Regions from separate parts of the Mus musculus genome. Here region 1 is linked to region 2. The links are chromatin contacts, called in public targeted proximity ligation maps. All regions are on one chromosome and are shown on one strand. The core of a region is the stretch at or near the end of the contact, and the rest is flanking DNA. Distances in the headings are between cores, read along the strand shown. Region 1 holds the start of Plcb3 (phospholipase C, beta 3). Region 2 overlaps Nrxn2 (neurexin II).

Region 1 (4,315 bases), core at 1,261-3,760, 490 kb after region 2:
GATACTGCCAAGCTCCCACCTTGGTGATAATGGACTGAACCTCTGAACCTGTAAGCCAGACCCAAGTAAATGTTGTTTTTTATAAGACTTGCCTTGGTCATGGTGTCTGTTCACAGCAGTAAAGCCCTAACTAAGACATCATATGAAAGCAGAGGGCTTAGGAGCCTGGAGATAAAGCTTCTCTCTGTCCCTTGAGCCCTTCCAGTATCTGGCCACCCTAAGATCTTTCTCATTGCTCATTACCCATCACATTGTACCTCATGGGATCCTCATAGCCTCTAGGCTCACCCATCTTATAGAAAAGGGCCCCTCAGGAAGACTAGGCAGGGAGTTTCTTCTCCCTAACAACCCTATGGTGACTGACAGAAAGGCAGGATAGTAGGGATATGCTCATTTTCTAAAAAAGGACTTAGTCACTGATGCCCAAGGCTATGCCATATGCTCAGGACCAGCAAGGACTTACACTCCAGTCAGTCCTACACTCCCTTTAGCCAAAAGAGAATTAGCATCCCCAAACTGCTGCTCTCTCTCCCCTGACAGTCCTGCCACCAACGGTGCACACTCCCGTCCCCTTGCCCTGTCTGTGAAGCACATCCAGCTCTACGCCCTGAAACTAAAACTCCCTCTCCATGCTCCCCAACCCCCTCTCCGTGCTCCCCAACACCTTGTGCGTGAGGTGTGTCCTTACATCACCCTCATTTTATACAGGAGGAAACTGAGGAGTCAGGATTTGCAGGGGTACACTTGCAAAGTCCTGGCATGTGGCAAACAGAAAGCCAAGACCCCTGCAGGACCACCCCTGGCTCCTGACCTCAGCCTCAACCTCACAGCAGAGAGCTCAGTTTCTCTCTTGGGAGAATAGGGGTTCACAGCCCCACCCATGCAGTCTCGGTTTACAAAAGAACAGCAGCTGATCTGGGGACACAGGTCCCTAAACCCATGGGACTCATAATCCTTCAACTCTTAATCAGAGGACACCAGGTCCCAACCCCTCCAGGAGATTCCAAACCTTGCCCTAGGCCTGACCAGCTAGCCACCAATAGTGCTAGAAAGGGGGAAACTTGTGGGTACTGTCCCTGTAGCCCCTGTGGCACCATCTTCAGGGGCCTAACCTCCAAAGGCCACCCAGGGCTCTGGCTCTTCAGTTCCAAACTTTGTTCAGCACCCCCACCCCAACCCAGGCCCTCTCCTTGTTTCCACTTCCTTATTTGGGTTTATCACACTGCAAGGAAAAGGAGAAACTTTTCCCTTTAGTCTGGCCTGGGGGAAGGGGTATCCTGGGGCCCCGGGGGTACCCACCCTTGCCCAGCACACCTGCAGCTAAGGCCACGCCCCCAGCCCCTCCCCTTAGTTCTCACTCCTGCCCCACCCTGCCGGAAAGAAACCCAGCGTCTTCCAGGCCTATGGCCCGACTGGGAAGGAACAGTAAGGAAACTCAGGCCGCCTGAGTTGAGGCCCTAGGGAGCAAGGAGCCCAGGGGGTAGGAGAGGGAACAGTACAGAAACGTGGGTGAGACGTGATATCTAGATAAGAAGCCGCAGGTGAGTATCAGGGAAGTACCTGAGAGAAAGCAATAAAAAGTGGGGACCAGGATTTATTGAGGTTCAAAGTCACTAAGTTAAGGAGTGGGGAGCAAAGTTCCCAGAGTTGGAGGAACCTGGAAAGGAACAAAGTCTCCGGTAAGGGGTGGCTCGGTGCTCCCATCTGAACAGAAAGCTCGCTGGAATCCAGAAGCAGGACGAAAGGGTATCAACCAGGGCAGGCTGGAAAGGGATGACTATAATGGCTCAGGCAAGCGAGGCACTGAGAAGAGTAGGATCCCAGTGGCACCCCACCCAAGGCAAGGATGTCCTATGCCCCCATGGGGGTCCTGTGCCAGGAACAGGGGTCTGGGGACCAGACCAAAAACTAAGAACCAGCATGGAGACTTTGATATTCATCGTTGGCAAGGGTGGAAAAGAGTGAGAAGAAGGACAGGATTTACAGGGGTTCAAAGTCTCCATGCCAAGAAGAGCCCAATTGACCACAGCTACTGTCTTGCGGGGGAGAAGAGCGGGGACAACGACAAAGTCTTCAATTACCAGGACAACAGGGGACTCAAGTTTCCGGAGTGCAACAAGGCTGGAATAGGGGGTGAGGTGGTCAGGCAACACTGAAGTGGGGGTCCCTGGCATTCATCTAGTCGAATGTGACTGAAGGAATCCTTCGATCTAGGCAGAGCAGAGGACAGCCCACTCACTTACCTCGTCCCATTTGATGAACTTACTCCCGCGCCGCAGGGTCTCCACCACGGTGGGCGGCTCCAGCTGCAGCGCGTGGACGCCGGGCCTCGCGCCCGCCATGGCTAAGCCAGGGGCGGCTCGGGGACCTACGGAGCCCCGACGGGAACCGACGGTGCCACTGCTCTCTCCACACGCTCCCGCGCGGCCCGCTCTGGCCCCGCGGCGTCAGCGCCCGCCCGCCAGCCAGTCTGTCCCGGACGGACCGGAGACTCGGCGCCCGGCCCCGCCCCCGCAGAGCCCCGCCCCGTCGGGCGGTGCCGCCCCCTCCCACCGCTATGGTGCCGCCCGACCCACGGCGGCGCCCCCTCGCGGTTGGGGCGGCGACTGCAGCCAAAGGGATGATGGATGGAATGGGGGGGGTCTTTGTTGGCCGGCTGACTCAGTAGGACTCTCTTTTTTTTGTCTTAGATAAAGTGCTATTGAGGGTGCACCTGGAAAGACGGGTGTTGGAGCCGCTCAAGACATGCCAAGGTCAGCCGGTTGAGGACTCAGGTGGAAAAGGCGAAGATAATAAGGTTAGGGGACACAGACCCTTGTCCTCAACCCGACTCCTACCGCACTTAATGAGCTCAGGAAACGTCGTCACCCCATCTCTCTCCATCCCACTCCACCCGCGTGCCCTCACTTTGCCTCTCCCCCTCCTGCTGCAGCACAGTCCCCCCTCCCAGGGAGCACTTAGCTGGCTAATGGGCCTCCCGCCGGCAGGCGCCCCTCCCCCGTCCCTAGCTCTGGAGGCCTGGAGCTGCCACCTCCTTTGAGGACCCAGGCATCCTGGTTTTCCAGAGAAAACCTTGCCGCAGTTCTTGTGCTGCTGACCCTGTGACGGGAGCCAGTCTCAGTGAACCTCTTAGTTGAACATAGTGAAAGATGGTTGTTTGCCCAGAGGTGGCAGAAGCCTCGTGGGTGTCCCCAAAGGAGGGGTTGTGCAGCTCCTGGCCCACAGCAGGTGCCCTGAAATCTGTGTTCCAGTGATCTGAGGAACCGAAGGGGCAGACCCATGGGCACCGGCCGGGGTGGGGGCTGTAGCCCCCCCCGCAGGGCTTGGCTGGGGGGGCTCCTGCCTGGGGGCCCCTGTGGGAGCCCCCCCAATACAGAGGAGGCAGCAGCAGCAGGTTTAAAGTAGAACTCATCCAGAGGGGCCAGCCAAGTCACCTAGAAACCCAGAAAGAGTTGGAGCTAGCTCTGGGGGAGGAGGGTCGGCTAAGGAGGAGCTTCCCTACCGGCGCCTTTGCCCCAGGCGCTCAGGCCTCCAGAGGAGCCCTGCCTGGCACTGGCTGTCCTCCAAATCGCCATCATGGCGGCAAACTTAATGAATCTAGTTGTCTTTGGCTGTGGCCTTGTGCAGTGGTGTGATTGTTATCTCCACTTGAGGCCCAGAGAGGGGAAGGGACTTGCCCAAGGTCACACAGCTTCCTGAGAGGATTTAACCCCTCTTTCTGCTTCCTGCCTCTGCTCCCTGGTCTGTAGGAGAAAAGGGGGGGGGGTGCAGGCCTGTCATCTCCCTCCTCTTCTTCTTCCTTCTCCTCCTCCTCCTCCTTCTCCTCCTCCACAAGGACTATAAGAAAATACCCCTTCAGAGCTCCAACTACCACCCACCTCCTCCAGAGATCAGAACCATTAAGAGTGGAGATTGGCCTCTACCCACAGGCTTGCTTTCAAATCCAGGACTCCCTTATCCAGGAGCTAGTTATCACAGTGCAATAAACACACACCCCTCTGTAGACGGGTGACAGGTAGAAAAGAAACTGGGAATGTCAAAGGGGAAAGAGTAAAAAAAGGGCACAGGGGATCCTGCACACCAACGCTAAGGGCAGGATGACTGAGCCCTCCCAGAAGCTTCTGGAAGCAGGGCCTTGAAAAACAGGATGGAAGCTGTTTGTTGAGCCAGGCCCTCTTCTTCCCCCACCACTAATCTCTTGAGGCCAGGCAGCCCCCCATTAGAAGGCTCCCTCTTCCTCTTTGGATGCTTTCTTCCAGCCCTGGAATGGTAATAGAGTTTCTAGGCATGCAGTAATGGGGGGAATAAAGGCAGC
Region 2 (4,028 bases), core at 1,405-3,904:
AGGGAGGTAGAGGCAGGAAGATCAAGAGTTCAAGGTCACATCCGGGTACATACAGGATTTGAGGCTAGCTTTGGCGAGAGAGAGAGAGAGAGAGAGAGAGAGAGAGAGAGAGAGAGAGAGAGAGAGAGAGAGAGAGAGAAAGAGAAAGAGAGAGAGAAACATAAGGCTATATAATAGTTACATTGTAGTTTTATGGTGGTCGCTATTAAATTGGTTGGTGAATAAGGACCAGCAGTATCTGTATGTGTTTAGTACAGACAGTTCGTTCCTTAAGTATCTCCATCCACGTTTGTTGGCTGAATGCGGAGCCAGAGTACACAGAAGCTGCCTGGTTTTCTGAGCGCTAGCTGTGGACTGACAGACCGCCCACCTCGTTCTGGCCACCACAGATGCAGTGAATAGGTCACCACCTGCCTGGCCATGAGGGTTCCAAATCGAGAGAACAGCTGGCGGGCTGTAACTAGCCAGTCCTCACCCTGTGTAGCTCCCAGGGTCGGCTGACATCGGATGAATTCAGAGTGGCTATGCGCGACTTTTTAGAACTTCTGTTGCTCTGGCCACTGCCTCCTCCTCCTTCCCTTTCGGCCTCCCGCTCTCAGGCTCTTGTTTTCCGCCTGCTAATTCCTGTGTGCTTGCCTCCATCTTGTTGAACCCAAGAAAGAGAATTGATACAAATGAGGCCTGACACATTATCCAATTTAAGTGCTTATCAACGTCAACTAAATTTTCTCATTCCAGCAGCCATCACCACTGCTGGCCTGCGAGTCAGCAGTGACCTCCTCTGCTCACTGCCTGGGAGGAGGGGACTGCCAGGCACCCAGAAGTGAGGCCATGCCATCATTTCCTCCCCCTACCCCCACCGCTCTCCCTTCCCCCCACTGCCCAGAGAGCCAGAGAAAACCATGAGAAAGGACTTTAGCTCTTGGCTCTGCCTCGTGACAGCACTGTGGGTCTTTGCTGACAGTCTCTAGGGTTCCTCACAGGTGGTCAGCGACCCATCCAGGAACTTGGGGTAGCTGTTTCAACCTTCCCTTGTTTTTCCTGCATCCCCACACCCCAGTGCTGACAACTGAAGCCTGCTCCTGCTGAGCCCCACCCCAGATTCCTTCTTCCTGTTTTTGTAATTTTTCAGTTGTGTTTTATATGTTGCTCTTGTGCCAGGCATATGTGTGGAGGTCCGAGGGCATTCTGGGAGCTGGTTCTGGCCTTCCACTTTTTGAGAAAGGATCTTTCTTGTTTCTGCTGCTTCCCTCTGTAGCCTGGGCTAGCTGGCTTCTTGGCGATTGCCTGTCTCCATCTCTCATCTGACCATAGGGAGACTGGGGTCTTGGCCCCACGCTGCACGTCTTCTTTTCTGTGGGTTCAGGGGATACAGCTTGGGTTCTCTACCTTGCATAGCCAGCACCTTGCACACTGGCCTGACTCTGGGGTCCTCCCACATTGCCTTGCTTTTGTTTCTTTTTGAAACTGTGGCAAATCGCACGTCACACACATTTCTAGTCTTCGTCATTACTCATGATTAGGGCTCTGACTACACTCAAGTCTCTGCACAGCCCTCACCAACGTCCAGGTGCAGTTTCCCCATCTTCCCACACTGAAGTCTCTGTTAAACATAAGCTCTCCTCTCCCTGTCCCCAGCCTCTGGCCACCATCTCTGTTTGAACTACTCTGGGACTTTAGATGAGTGACGACACACAGTACTACTTCATGTGTTCGCGTACATGCTTGCGTGTGTGTGGAGGCACACATATGTGGGTGCACACATGCATGTGCAGATCCAAGGCTGATGGCAGAAACCAGCCACTCCGTTCACTGAAGTAAGGTCTCTCAATCAAACCCAGAGCTCACAGATTTGGCCAGCCAGCTTGCTAGGGGATCTCTCTCTCTCTTTTCCTGTTAAACATTTAAACATTTTTTTATTAGATATTTATTTACATTTCAAATGTTAAACCTTTTCCTGGTTTCCCCTCCGAAAAACCTTCCTCCATTCTCTCCCCTAGGGGATCTCTTGTCTCTGCCTTCTAAGGTTGATATTATAGGTGGGCCAGCACACCCACCTGGCATTTCTGTGGTTTCTGGGGATTTGAACTCTGAGCTTCATACTTAAGCAGCAAACATATTAACCACGAACCATCTCCCCAGCTTCTCCTTTTCCTCCCTCCCCTCTCCCTCCCCCTCCCTTTCTTCTTTCCACTCAACACAGAGTCTCACACATAGTCCAGTCTAACTTTGGAATAACTTTGGAGTGGAGATCCTGTTGTCTTGGCCTTCCAGAGGATTAGGGTAACAGGCATGCGCCACTATATCCTATCTGTATATTTGACTTCTTTATTTTAATGACTTATTTGTTTTACTTTGCATGCATTGGTATTTTGCCTGCACATATATCTTAGGGTGTCGGATCCCCTGAACCTGGAGTTACAGACAATTGTGAGCTGTCATGTGGGTGCTAGGAATTGACAGAAGTCCCCTGGAAGAGGAGCCAGTTCTTTTAACTGCCGAGCCATCTCTCCAGCCCCTATATTTGTCTTCTTATGCCTGGCTGTTTCAGTGAGTAGAGTGTCTTTCAAGGTTCATCTGTGTTGTAGTGTGAGTCAGAACTCCCTTCCTCTCAATGCTGAATAACAGTGCCATGCCCACATCTTGTTTACCTTTTCTTCTGTCAAGGAATGAGTCAGGTGGCTCCTATTCCATACTGGGGAGCGACTCTGGAGCAGGGGTCAGAGTTCCTTTCAGTTCCTTCCTTCTTCCTCTCAGCACTCAGCTCGTGCTGACTCCTGTTCCAGCCAAAAGACGGGTCACGGCAGGCTCTGGGGACTCTGGCCATAAACAGTGAGATAGGCCATCACAGGGGCCACTTTTGGGATCCTGTTAGGAGAGGGACCCAGCAGCAGGACCCTGAGGAAGGTGATGCCTTGTCATGAGAGAACAGGTTTGGGGCCACGGTATTGAAGGGACCCTAGGGCTGGTGGCATGGCTCAGCAGGTAAAGGCTCTTAGTGGTCAGGCCTGATGACTCTGACTCTGACTCTCTCTCTCTCTCTCTCTCTCTCTCTCTCTCTCTCTCTCTCTCTCGTGTGCACGCACGCGCATGGAAACAGCTCAGTATGCTCTGAGGATGAGAGTTCGGTTACCAGCACCCACATCTGGAGGCTTACAAACACCTGTAATTTCAGATCCAGGGATCAAACTCCTTTTGCCTTTATAGGCATGTACATACACATGCACATAGTAAATAATAAAACAATAATTTAAACAACAACTTGGAGTTGCGGATGACCTACGCAACATGGTGGCTCACATCCCTACATACATGCAGGCACACGCACATATACACATAATTAAAAATAAAGTATATTTAAACAAACAAACATAAAACAGTGAGCCGGGTGTGGTGGCGCACGCCTTTAATGCCAGCACTCAGGAGGCAGAGGCAGGCAGATTTCTGAGTTCAAGGCCAGCTTGGTCTACAAAGTGAGTTCCAGGACAGCCAGGGCTACACAGAGAAACCCTGTCTCAAAAAACCAAACCAAACCAAAACCAAAACCAAAAAAACAAAACAAAAAAAAAAAAACAAAAACAAAAACATAAAACATAAAACAGTGCAAGGGAGCCTGGGGCCTGGGAGTGCATCTCCCGTCTTTGGGTCAGTAAGGTTTTGCGGGAGGAACTGGCTTCTAGTGGGAGCTGTGTCTGTAGAGGGGTTCTGCCCCTCCTATTTGTTCCCACCCTGTCTTTGTGTTCATATCCAGCCTCCAAGCCCCTCCCTCTCGAGATCCCTGCCATATCCGCGTCCACGATGCTCAGTGGCTCCTTGCAAGCGGTGCTTTTATTTCATTGTTTTACACAGCATCTCACTGTGTGGTCAGGCTGGCCTCAGACCTGCAGCAGTCATCCTGTCTCTGCCTTCTGAGTGTCGGGATCACAGGTGTGAACCACCGTACCTGGCTGCTGCTGCATAGCCGCTGCCACTGCCACCTCCTCCTCCTCTTCCTCCTCCTCCTCCTCCTCCTCTCTTATTCTTCTAAG

The links.
Region 1: a contact with region 2 is called in a targeted proximity ligation map of pancreatic cancer cells. A contact is called at or near these places in 9 of 39 promoter capture datasets (the 3T3-L1 cell line, the C10 cell line, the HPC-7 cell line and 6 more), 2 of 484 Hi-C or Micro-C datasets (cortical neurons and pre-megakaryocyte-erythroid progenitors), 21 of 130 datasets of targeted methods (the 230-238 cell line, the NIH/3T3 cell line, T-cell acute lymphoblastic leukemia and 12 more) and 2 of 9 other capture datasets (embryonic stem cells and liver).

The regions. Positions count from the first base shown.
Region 1 is chr19:6,967,304-6,971,618 of GRCm38.p6, forward strand. It overlaps Plcb3 (phospholipase C, beta 3), which reads right to left and starts at 2,511. Exons shown (of 31, transcript NM_001290349.1): 1 at 2,244-2,511. The coding sequence starts at 2,342. Gm52400 (a long non-coding RNA gene) reads left to right here and starts at 1,393. Exons shown (of 3, transcript XR_003952919.1): 1 at 1,393-1,541; 2 at 2,691-2,797.
Region 2 is chr19:6,474,482-6,478,509 of GRCm38.p6, forward strand. All of the region lies in intron 9 of Nrxn2 (neurexin II), which reads left to right. Among named protein-coding and RNA genes, the nearest start is that of Gm52381, 21 kb to the right of the region's middle.